2 separate regions of the Sus scrofa genome follow, and region 2 is linked to region 1. The links are chromatin contacts, called in public HiChIP or PLAC-seq maps. All regions are on one chromosome and are shown on one strand. Each heading gives the region's core, a stretch centred on a gene start, on an enhancer-like site or on the middle of the called end of the contact. The rest is flanking DNA. Distances are from core to core; before and after follow the strand shown.

Region 1 (4,116 bases), core at 1,081-3,580:
CGGATACTGGCTGCCAACAGGAGAAGGGGGGGGTGCCCTGAGAACACTGACAGTGGCACCAGTCATTCTGCTGGAGTTGTGTTCTGGGAAAGATACACAGAGGAGGTGATGTTTTAGCTGGACTTGGGAGATACTTCCCTAATGATAGTCATTCATTTACTCCACAACTATTTACTGAGCACCAGGTCTGTGACAGGCAGTGTGCCAGGCTCTGGGGACACCATGGTAAGCAGAAATAGATACAGCCCTGTCTTTGATAAATGGGGAGAAGTGTCATTAACTTCACAATTACACCAACATGCAAAGCTGAACCTGAGACCAGGACTAGAAAAGAGAGGTGCAGAGTTCCTATCATGGCTCAGTGGTAACAAACCTGGCTAGTATCTATGAGGATGCAGGTTCAATCCCTGGCCTCACTCAAAGGGTTAAGGATCCAATGTTGCCATGAGCTGTGGTGTAGGTTGAAGAAACGGCTCAGATTCCATTTTGCTATGGCTGTGGTGTAGGCCAGCAGCTGCAGCTCCCATTTGACTCCTAGCCTTGGGACCTCCATATGTTGCAGGCGTGGCCCTAAAAAGCCAAAAAAAAAAAAAAAAAAAAAAAAAAGAAGAAGAAGAAAAGGAAAAGAAAGGAGAAGTGCAAGCCTTCATGAGAGCTGAATCAATGCATCCGTAGAAAATGTGTCTGGCAAAGTCTGCTGGCTCTATAACTATGTAAATAACAGAACTACTGGCCACTCAAGATAGACTAGATTTCCCCGCCCCGCCCCCATGGTCTAGGTGTGACCGTGTGACTACATCACCACCAAGGACATGTGAAGTATGCCTTCTGAGTGTGTCTTCAAAGGGAGGGCTTACGCCTCTCCTGTCCTGGCTGCAGCCTGTGGACCAGGGTGACACTCTGCTGGGGCAGTGACTCTCGAGCTACCTGGAGGCTCAGGATCCTTCTGCCAGGCAGTTGTGTGAAAGAGAAATTAATTTCCTCCCTCTTAGGGGATTATCACTCAAATTCTTTGTTAGAGAGGCTAAACCCATACATCTTAACTTACACAATACATAAGATACTAATCACTGCTTAATAATGCAACAATGTTAATAATGTTCCCTCATAGTGCAGCTGGCTAAGGATCCAGTGCTGTCACTGCAGCAGCTGGAGTCACTGCTGTGGTACAGGTTCTATCCCTGGCCTGGGAACTTCCACATGCCACAGGAGCAGCCAAAAATAATAATAATATAGCAAACGATGAGTCATGCTTGTGTTAAGAAACTACTTGGACGCCACCTCTAACGAGATTTGATTATGCATGTACTCGAGTTTTGAGGATTTCTTTGCTGGGGAAAAGGAAATAATCTTGGGGTGTGGAGAAAAACTTGGCTTCCAGAAGGTTCATGACATTTCAAAAACCCTCAAATCTATACAATTAAGTTTTATGCTGCCTTGACCACCCAAAGGCTGGGCTATCTGAGTGGTTTATCATCACAGGAGTGGAAAGGCACCATTTAGTAGACAGGCAAGTATCTCCCTCCCCCAGGTCTCTCTGTGACAGAGTCTTAAAGCAGAAGAGCCTCCAAAGAAATGTGGTCCCGTCTCTGGCTCAGGACAGGACACAATCAATATTATCAGGAAGAGGAGGCTTCTGACCCACTTTCAAGATCTTTGCATTTGATAACACACACCTCATCAGGGGAAAACACGTGGGTTACTTGATAGTTATCAAAGTACTTTCACGCCCATCAGCTCTATTTCATCCTCCTAATAACCAGGATGTGAGCCAGATGCATTATGCTTTGCTGGCTGTGCTCCACGAATCTGAGTTACTTTGCAAGGTCATGAGGCTGTCAAGAGCTGAGCCGAGCTAGGACACCAGGTAAGGCCCTCCTTCCTGTCACTTACTGGCTTTGCCTCTCCATCACCCAAATCAGTGACCACTCCCTGACCATCTGTTCTCTGGAGGGCCAAAGCCAGTAAGTTAGTGGACAGAGCTCATGGCGTCTGGGAGCTTTCAGGCTGGATGGGGCAATGTGCCAGTTGTGTACACCTGGCTACAATGTGACGCCGTGCTGGGTGCGCACCGTGTGACGGCACAGGCCACAGTGCTGAGCCCTTCAGGATGCAAGAGACAATAAGGACCAAAATATGTAGGTGTGGTAACTGCCAGAACCCCCGCCCTCCCATGCTAACCCTGAGGTACACACATACACGTACACATATGTATGCACACACAGCAGCCTGCGGGCCTGGGCACGAAGTCCTGCCGGCCGGGGCGGGGTGCAGAGAGAGCGCACCTGTCAGGCCGCGGAGCTGCCAGCGCTCCCCCTCCCCCAGCCCCGCAGGCGCCCGCGCCCCCTCCCCGCACATCTATTTATATCGCTCTACCAGCCCGGTCCTTATTGGGCAGCGCCTGCCGTTTCGGTGCCATCGCGGAGGCCCCAGCAGAGGACTGTGTCCGCGCCCGAAGAGCCGGCAGCCTTGTAAGTAAAGGCGACCAGGCGGAGGAGGACCCCTCGTGGCCCGGGCCCCTGCGTCTCTGCTCCCTCAGCTCCTGGCCCTTGGCCGCGAGCGCCTCTGTCTGCAGGTCCCGCGGCCCTCCCGGAGCCCAGGACCGGCCTGCACTGTACCTGCCCCTGCCGTGCAGGCCACGCTCCTAACTGCAGACTAAGGGGTCTAATTGTTCTGCGCGCCCCCATGATTGTTAAAGTTAACTGACAGCTCCTTGAAAACCCAGCCACATTTTTTTCAGGTGGCAGGGGGTGAGAATCTTCCAGACAGAGAACAACATGCGTAGGCATGAGCATTATAGTTGGGAGTGGGTCTGTTACTACTAAGAGATGAAAAATACAAGGAAGGAGCTTTAGGAGACAGGCAGGAGGGGCTGGGAGGTGCTAGACTGTGAGGGGCCCTGTAGCACCTGAATCAGGGAGGGGGGCAGTGCTGGTGAGAGTAGGATCGAGGTAATTTTTTAAATGTGGGGTAATGATTCATACATGATAGTCACCAGCTTACGGAAGGGCCATGTTTTAAGCACTGGAACTGAGACATCATTTTCTGATGTCATGTTGACAGACAGTATTTGGCTTGCCAACCAAAATCCATCGAATGGATTAAGACAGACCTTAAGTATACTATTTCTCAGGTTTTCAATTTTCTAATCGATAAAATTCCAGGCTTGGCTGTTGATCACCTCTGTCATTTCATATTATAATTTACTCACCATACTGAACATTTCTTTGGAAAAGAAATATGGATTAATTTGGGAATCCAGTAACTTCTTTGCCGGCCAAAGCAGGAGTAGGAAGGAATTATTTCTGCCTTTCCTCCAGAGCAGTTCTCATTCAGACTGGATACGCAGGTTGTAAGCTTTTGCATTTTCCAATCACTCATAAGTTGGCCTGCCTAAACTTTGACAGGTTAAAAGGAAAATTCATAATGTATCTATGTGTCCTGTCCCCCCACATACACACACACATGTTTACAATGTGGGTTTCAAAGTTGTAAGGTACGCTACTGTCAATACAATTTTTAATTTTAAACTGAGTTTATGCAATATTTGATATGCAGAAAGGCATAAGGAGTAATAAAATGGGTGTCCAATAACTGACATACAGCTGATGAAGTTAAATACTGATTATGCAGTTGAAACCCTTGTCACCCTTCTCCAGTTGCACCCACTTCCTTCCACACTTCCTGAAGGCAACCACTGTCCTGAACTTGGTGTTTATAATAACCTTTCATTTCTTTATATTCCACCACAGGTGTATGTATCCTCAAAGAATTTATAATTATTTTAACTTTATTTTGATATAATTTCAAACTTACAAGAAAGTTCTAATAATACTACCAAAATCTCCCATATACAGTTAACAGATTCCCTAATTGTTTATATGTACTTTGTCTTAAATATATCATCCACATTTACTCTGTTAGGATGTATAATGTTGTTCTGAGTATTTTAAACAAGCTATCAGTGGCACACAGCCTCTATTCTTCCACAGTTTTTTTTCGCACTTTGTGAAATTTATCCATGCTGATACATGTAGCTCTAGTTCATTCTTTTTTATGCTATACAATATTCTCTTGAGTGAATATCCTACAGTTTCTCCCATTAATGGATATTTA
Region 2 (4,116 bases), core at 593-3,092, 210 kb before region 1:
CCCAGGTCTCTGCACCCAGAGCCAGAAGACAGCACCCTCCCCCTGGCATCTGGCATCTGATGGTGGCACTTCACATTTCCTGCTCCCCTCCACCTGGGATGCCCAGTTGGGACAAAGCAGCCTCTTGGACAGAGAAGGCCAGCCTGCCCAGGACTGCCTGCTGTGTGGGAGGGTGCTGGTCACATTGGGACCACTCCAGTGAGCAGAGGAGGAAGCCAAGAGGCTGGGGATGGCCTGGGATGTGGATCATCCCAGCCTCCTGTACACTCTCTGGCTCACATGGCCAGAATGATAGCAGAACACCCCTGCCCCCACAGGGGAAGCAGTGTTTCAGGAGCCTGAATGGGTGGGTATGTGGTGGAAAAAGTGAAGAGAGGGGCTCACAGGTGCCTTTGTCTTTTTTCAAAGTGGGGGGATGGTTGGGACTGTGCCAGCATGGGGCCAGACCTGGGGCGGTGGGGGTGGGGGTGGGGGTTAAGGCTACCTGCAAGTCCATTTAGGGCCAGATCTCCGCACAAGCAGAGTTGGGGTGGGCAGAGCTGAGGCCAGTATGTGAGGGAAGGCTGAGAAGGGAGGTGGGCAGAGTCCTTGGTGAGCACAGGCCAGGCATGTTGCCCACCCTGAGCTCCAATCTGGGGAGACCTAGTACCCCAGGACCTCAGCTCAGAAGCCGGCCCTCCTGTCCCCAGATTGGCATCCAGAACTACTCCACTACAAGCAGCTGCCAGGCCCGGGCCAGCCAGGTGCGCAGTGACTACGGGACGCTCTTTGTGGTGCTGGTGGTCATCGGTGCCATCTGTGTGGTCATCATCGTGCTGGGCTTGCTCTATAACTGCTGGCAGCGCCGGCTGCCCAAGCTGAAACACGTGGTGAGCGTGAGGGTGGGTGGGCAGGGGGCCTGGTCCGGGTGGTATAGGGGGTCCAGCTAGCCGGGCACCTGAAACTTGGGGTCCTTATTTGTGAGTGAGGTGGCAGTTACTAGGGGGTGGGTACTGTGAGTTGAAGTCCTTGTCCAGGGCCCAGCTCCTGGTTGTCAGATGCTGGAGGTGTGGGTTGTGGGCCCAGTTCCTCCTGGGCAGGGCGGCCTTGCAGACGCCCCGGTTGGGGGTGGGAGTGGGGTGCAGGCAGTGCACACCTCCCTTATTTTCTAGGAGTCTCTGGGGTGGTGGAGGGATAGACGGTGTCAGGGAGGCCACAAGGCTGATAAGTGTAAAGGGTCAATGGTCATTTTAAGAAAGGAGTTGAGCTACAGGACCAGAAGGGGCTGTCTGTCCGCTGTCCGTCGAGGGTCCGACAGGGGTCCCCTGTCTAGGGAGGGTCTGGAGGGATGTGGGGCGGCGGGGCCGGCGCGCCCGCCCAGCCGCCCCTCCCGCCGCAGTCGCACGGCGAGGAGCTGCGCTTCGTGGAGAACGGCTGCCACGACAACCCCACGCTGGACGTGGCCAGCGACAGCCAGTCGGAGATGCAGGAGAAGCAGCCCAGCCTGAATGGCGGCGGCGCGGTCAACGGCCCGGGGGGATGGAGCGCGCTCATGGGGGGCAAGCGTGACCCCGAGGACTCAGACGTGTTTGAGGAGGACACGCACCTGTGAGGGGCTGAGCCCCGCCCGGCCCGGGCCTCGGCGTGGGGTCCTCTGCCTCCCCCTCCAGTGACTCTCGACGCATCTCGGCACCCCCCACCCCCCCGACCCGACGCCCCGCGGGGCGCCCGGGACCCTATTAAAGCCGCCGGGAGAGCACGCCGGCCCGTGGTCCGCCTAAGCGACTCGTTCTTACTCTGGGCTGGGGTGGGGGCGGGGCAGCGCGCCCGAGTCGGTCCTCCGAGCGCCAGGCGCCGCTGCCGAGCGCCCGGGCGGGGCGGGGCGTGTTTATATCCGGCCGGGGCTCTGAGGTCGCCTGGCGGGGGTCCGGGCCGTCCGCGCCATGGATACGTGCGACCTGTTCTCCAGCTGCAGGAAGGGGGACGTGGGCCGAGTGCGGTGAGGACCCTTGGCCCCGGGAGGGTGCCGGGTGGGTGACCCCGCCGCAGACCCTTCCCCCGTGGGCGCCCAGACGCCGAAGCAGGGCTGCCTAGGTTGCCACAGTGCTCTGGGGTGGAGCCGGGGATCGGGGAGCTCTGGCGTGACTCCTCCAGGGGGTCCCGGAGGAAGGTACTGCGACGAGAACGCCCGGAGGGGGAGAGGAGAGCGCGGAGAGAAGAGAAGGGCCCGGGCGCCAGACCCTGGGGGCCGGCCTGGGACTCCGCGATTCGTTTCTGATGCGCTGTGGACCCGGAGCTGGGGTCTCTAGTCCTCGGAGATTCGGAAACTCCCCAAGTGCGGCTAGAGCTGACTGGGCGCTGCAGTCGCCATCTCCGTGGGCTGCCTGATTGGGATGGGAGGCACCTGCCCACCTTCGCCAATTCCTGACCCGCACAGCTCCCCCGCTGCAGGTGCCACTTGTGATGCTGCTGGGAGCGCTCTTGAGGTCGGCCCAGGTGTCTCCCCCAAGGCACTTCCTCCTCTGTGGTGGCTCCATCACCACCCTTGTTGATTCCCACTTCCCCACCCCACCTGCTGCCCTGTCTCCTGACATCCACCTTCTAGAACCTACCTTTTTGTCATTTCCACATCACCAGTATGCCTGCAGCAGCTCGTGCTCGGCCTTGCCACCCCAAGCAGCCAGAGGGCTCCCACAGAGGCAGAGGCCCCTTCCTCTCCTCCTTCCCAAAGGCTTTCTGCCCAGAGGCCCCTTCAGTTCTGGGGCCTCTGATGCTGGGTTTCCCATTGCCACTCCGTGGTCTCCTTGTCTCAAGTGCCTTTCCTGTTCTGCTCAGCCCTCACCCGCCCTCACCTGGGGAGGCTTCCTTCCTTCCCCTCCTGAAGGTTTGCTCTCCAGACCAGGAACCTGGCCTGACTCAGCTCTGACTTCCCTGCCCAGGTATCTGCTAGAGCAGCGTGACGTGGAGGTGAACGTGCGGGACAAGTGGGACAGCACCCCGCTGTGAGTGCCGTGGGGGGAGCAGGGGTGGTCAGGGTTGGTGGCGCTGCAGGCCTGACAGCACTGGGTCCCTTCCCCTCAGGTACTATGCCTGCCTCTGTGGCCATGAGGAACTTGTGCTCTACCTGCTGGCCAATGGTAAGTGGGTTGGGGGCGGGGGGCTGCATGCGGGTGTTCACAGTGGCTCTGGATCTCTCCCCTTCACCTGCATCCCATCAGCAAGTGCTTTTAGCTCTGCTTTGGGAACTAGTTCTGCGTGCTGCTTCCAGCAGCTCAGCATCTCCCTGCAGTTGATGTCACCTCTGGCCTCAAGGCTGCCCCTTCACCTGACCAATGGTTTGTTGCCCTTTGTGCAGGCTTTCCCGTCTGCCATGGAGCTGGATGCCCTGTCAGGCTGGGAGCTTCCCCAAGACCCACACTCCCCCTCCCGCCTGGCCTGGTTCCTCAGGGCCTCTTCCGTTGCCATTCCTCCTGCTCAGACTGCCCTTTCCCTTGTTCTCATGTGGCTCTCGTTTAGTTTAGGCCTCTGCACCTGTCACTGTCACAGTCCATCTGTGGCACCTGCCACCACTGTCACTCTTCGTCTTACTTAGTTTTTCTTCAGAGCAGCTGGCATCAATTGCTAACCTGTTTTCGCTGTCCTGGAGCCTCAGTACCCCCTCAGCTAGGGGCCCATCAGTTTACAGTCTGTCTGTAGAGAACAGGGCTGGCCACCGAGCTCTCTGTCTCATGTGGTCTGGGCGTGCTTGGGCCCTGGCTGGTGTGTGTGTGTGTGTTGGGTGAGACTTTCCCCTGGCCCCTCTCCAGCTGCAGGGGGCAGCCCCATGGCCCTGCTGATGGGAGAGCCATGCTTTTCCCAGGAGCCCGCTGTGAGGCCAACACCTTTGATGGTGAGCGCTGCCTCTATGGAGCGCAGAGTGATGCCATTCGCCGGGCCTTGCGTGAGTACAAGCAGGTGACGTCCTGCAGGAGGCGGGATCACTACTACAGCTTCCTGCTCCGGTGAGGAGACAGCCCTGCCTGGTGGGTCTGCAGTGGGTGTGGCCTATGGACCGCGGCACCCTGCTGGGGGGCAGGAGGGCGGGGCATACTGCTGAGCACCCCTGGACTGCTCCCCAGGCTTCTGGAGCAGGGCATC

Evidence for each region. HiChIP or PLAC-seq counts read pairs in DNA pulled down with a chosen protein or histone mark.
Region 2: a contact with region 1 is called in an H3K27ac HiChIP or PLAC-seq map of skeletal muscle. The contact joins the promoter of ABTB1 here to the promoter of KBTBD12 in region 1. A contact is called at or near these places in 1 of 5 promoter capture datasets (fetal liver), 1 of 47 Hi-C or Micro-C datasets (heart right ventricle) and 1 of 2 datasets of contacts at active chromatin or transcription factors (skeletal muscle).

The regions. Positions count from the first base shown.
Region 1 is chr13:72,363,789-72,367,904 of Sscrofa11.1, reverse strand. KBTBD12 (kelch repeat and BTB domain-containing protein 12) reads left to right here and starts at 2,330. Exons shown (of 6, transcript XM_013982012.2): 1 at 2,330-2,471.
Region 2 is chr13:72,576,951-72,581,066 of Sscrofa11.1, reverse strand. ABTB1 (ankyrin repeat and BTB/POZ domain-containing protein 1) reads left to right here and starts at 1,842. Exons shown (of 12, transcript XM_021069446.1): 1 at 1,842-1,978; 2 at 2,919-2,981; 3 at 3,061-3,116; 4 at 3,839-3,980; 5 at 4,098-4,116. The coding sequence starts at 1,923. It overlaps PODXL2 (podocalyxin-like protein 2), which reads left to right. Exons shown (of 8, transcript XM_021069445.1): 7 at 690-869; 8 at 1,379-1,757. The coding sequence ends at 1,591.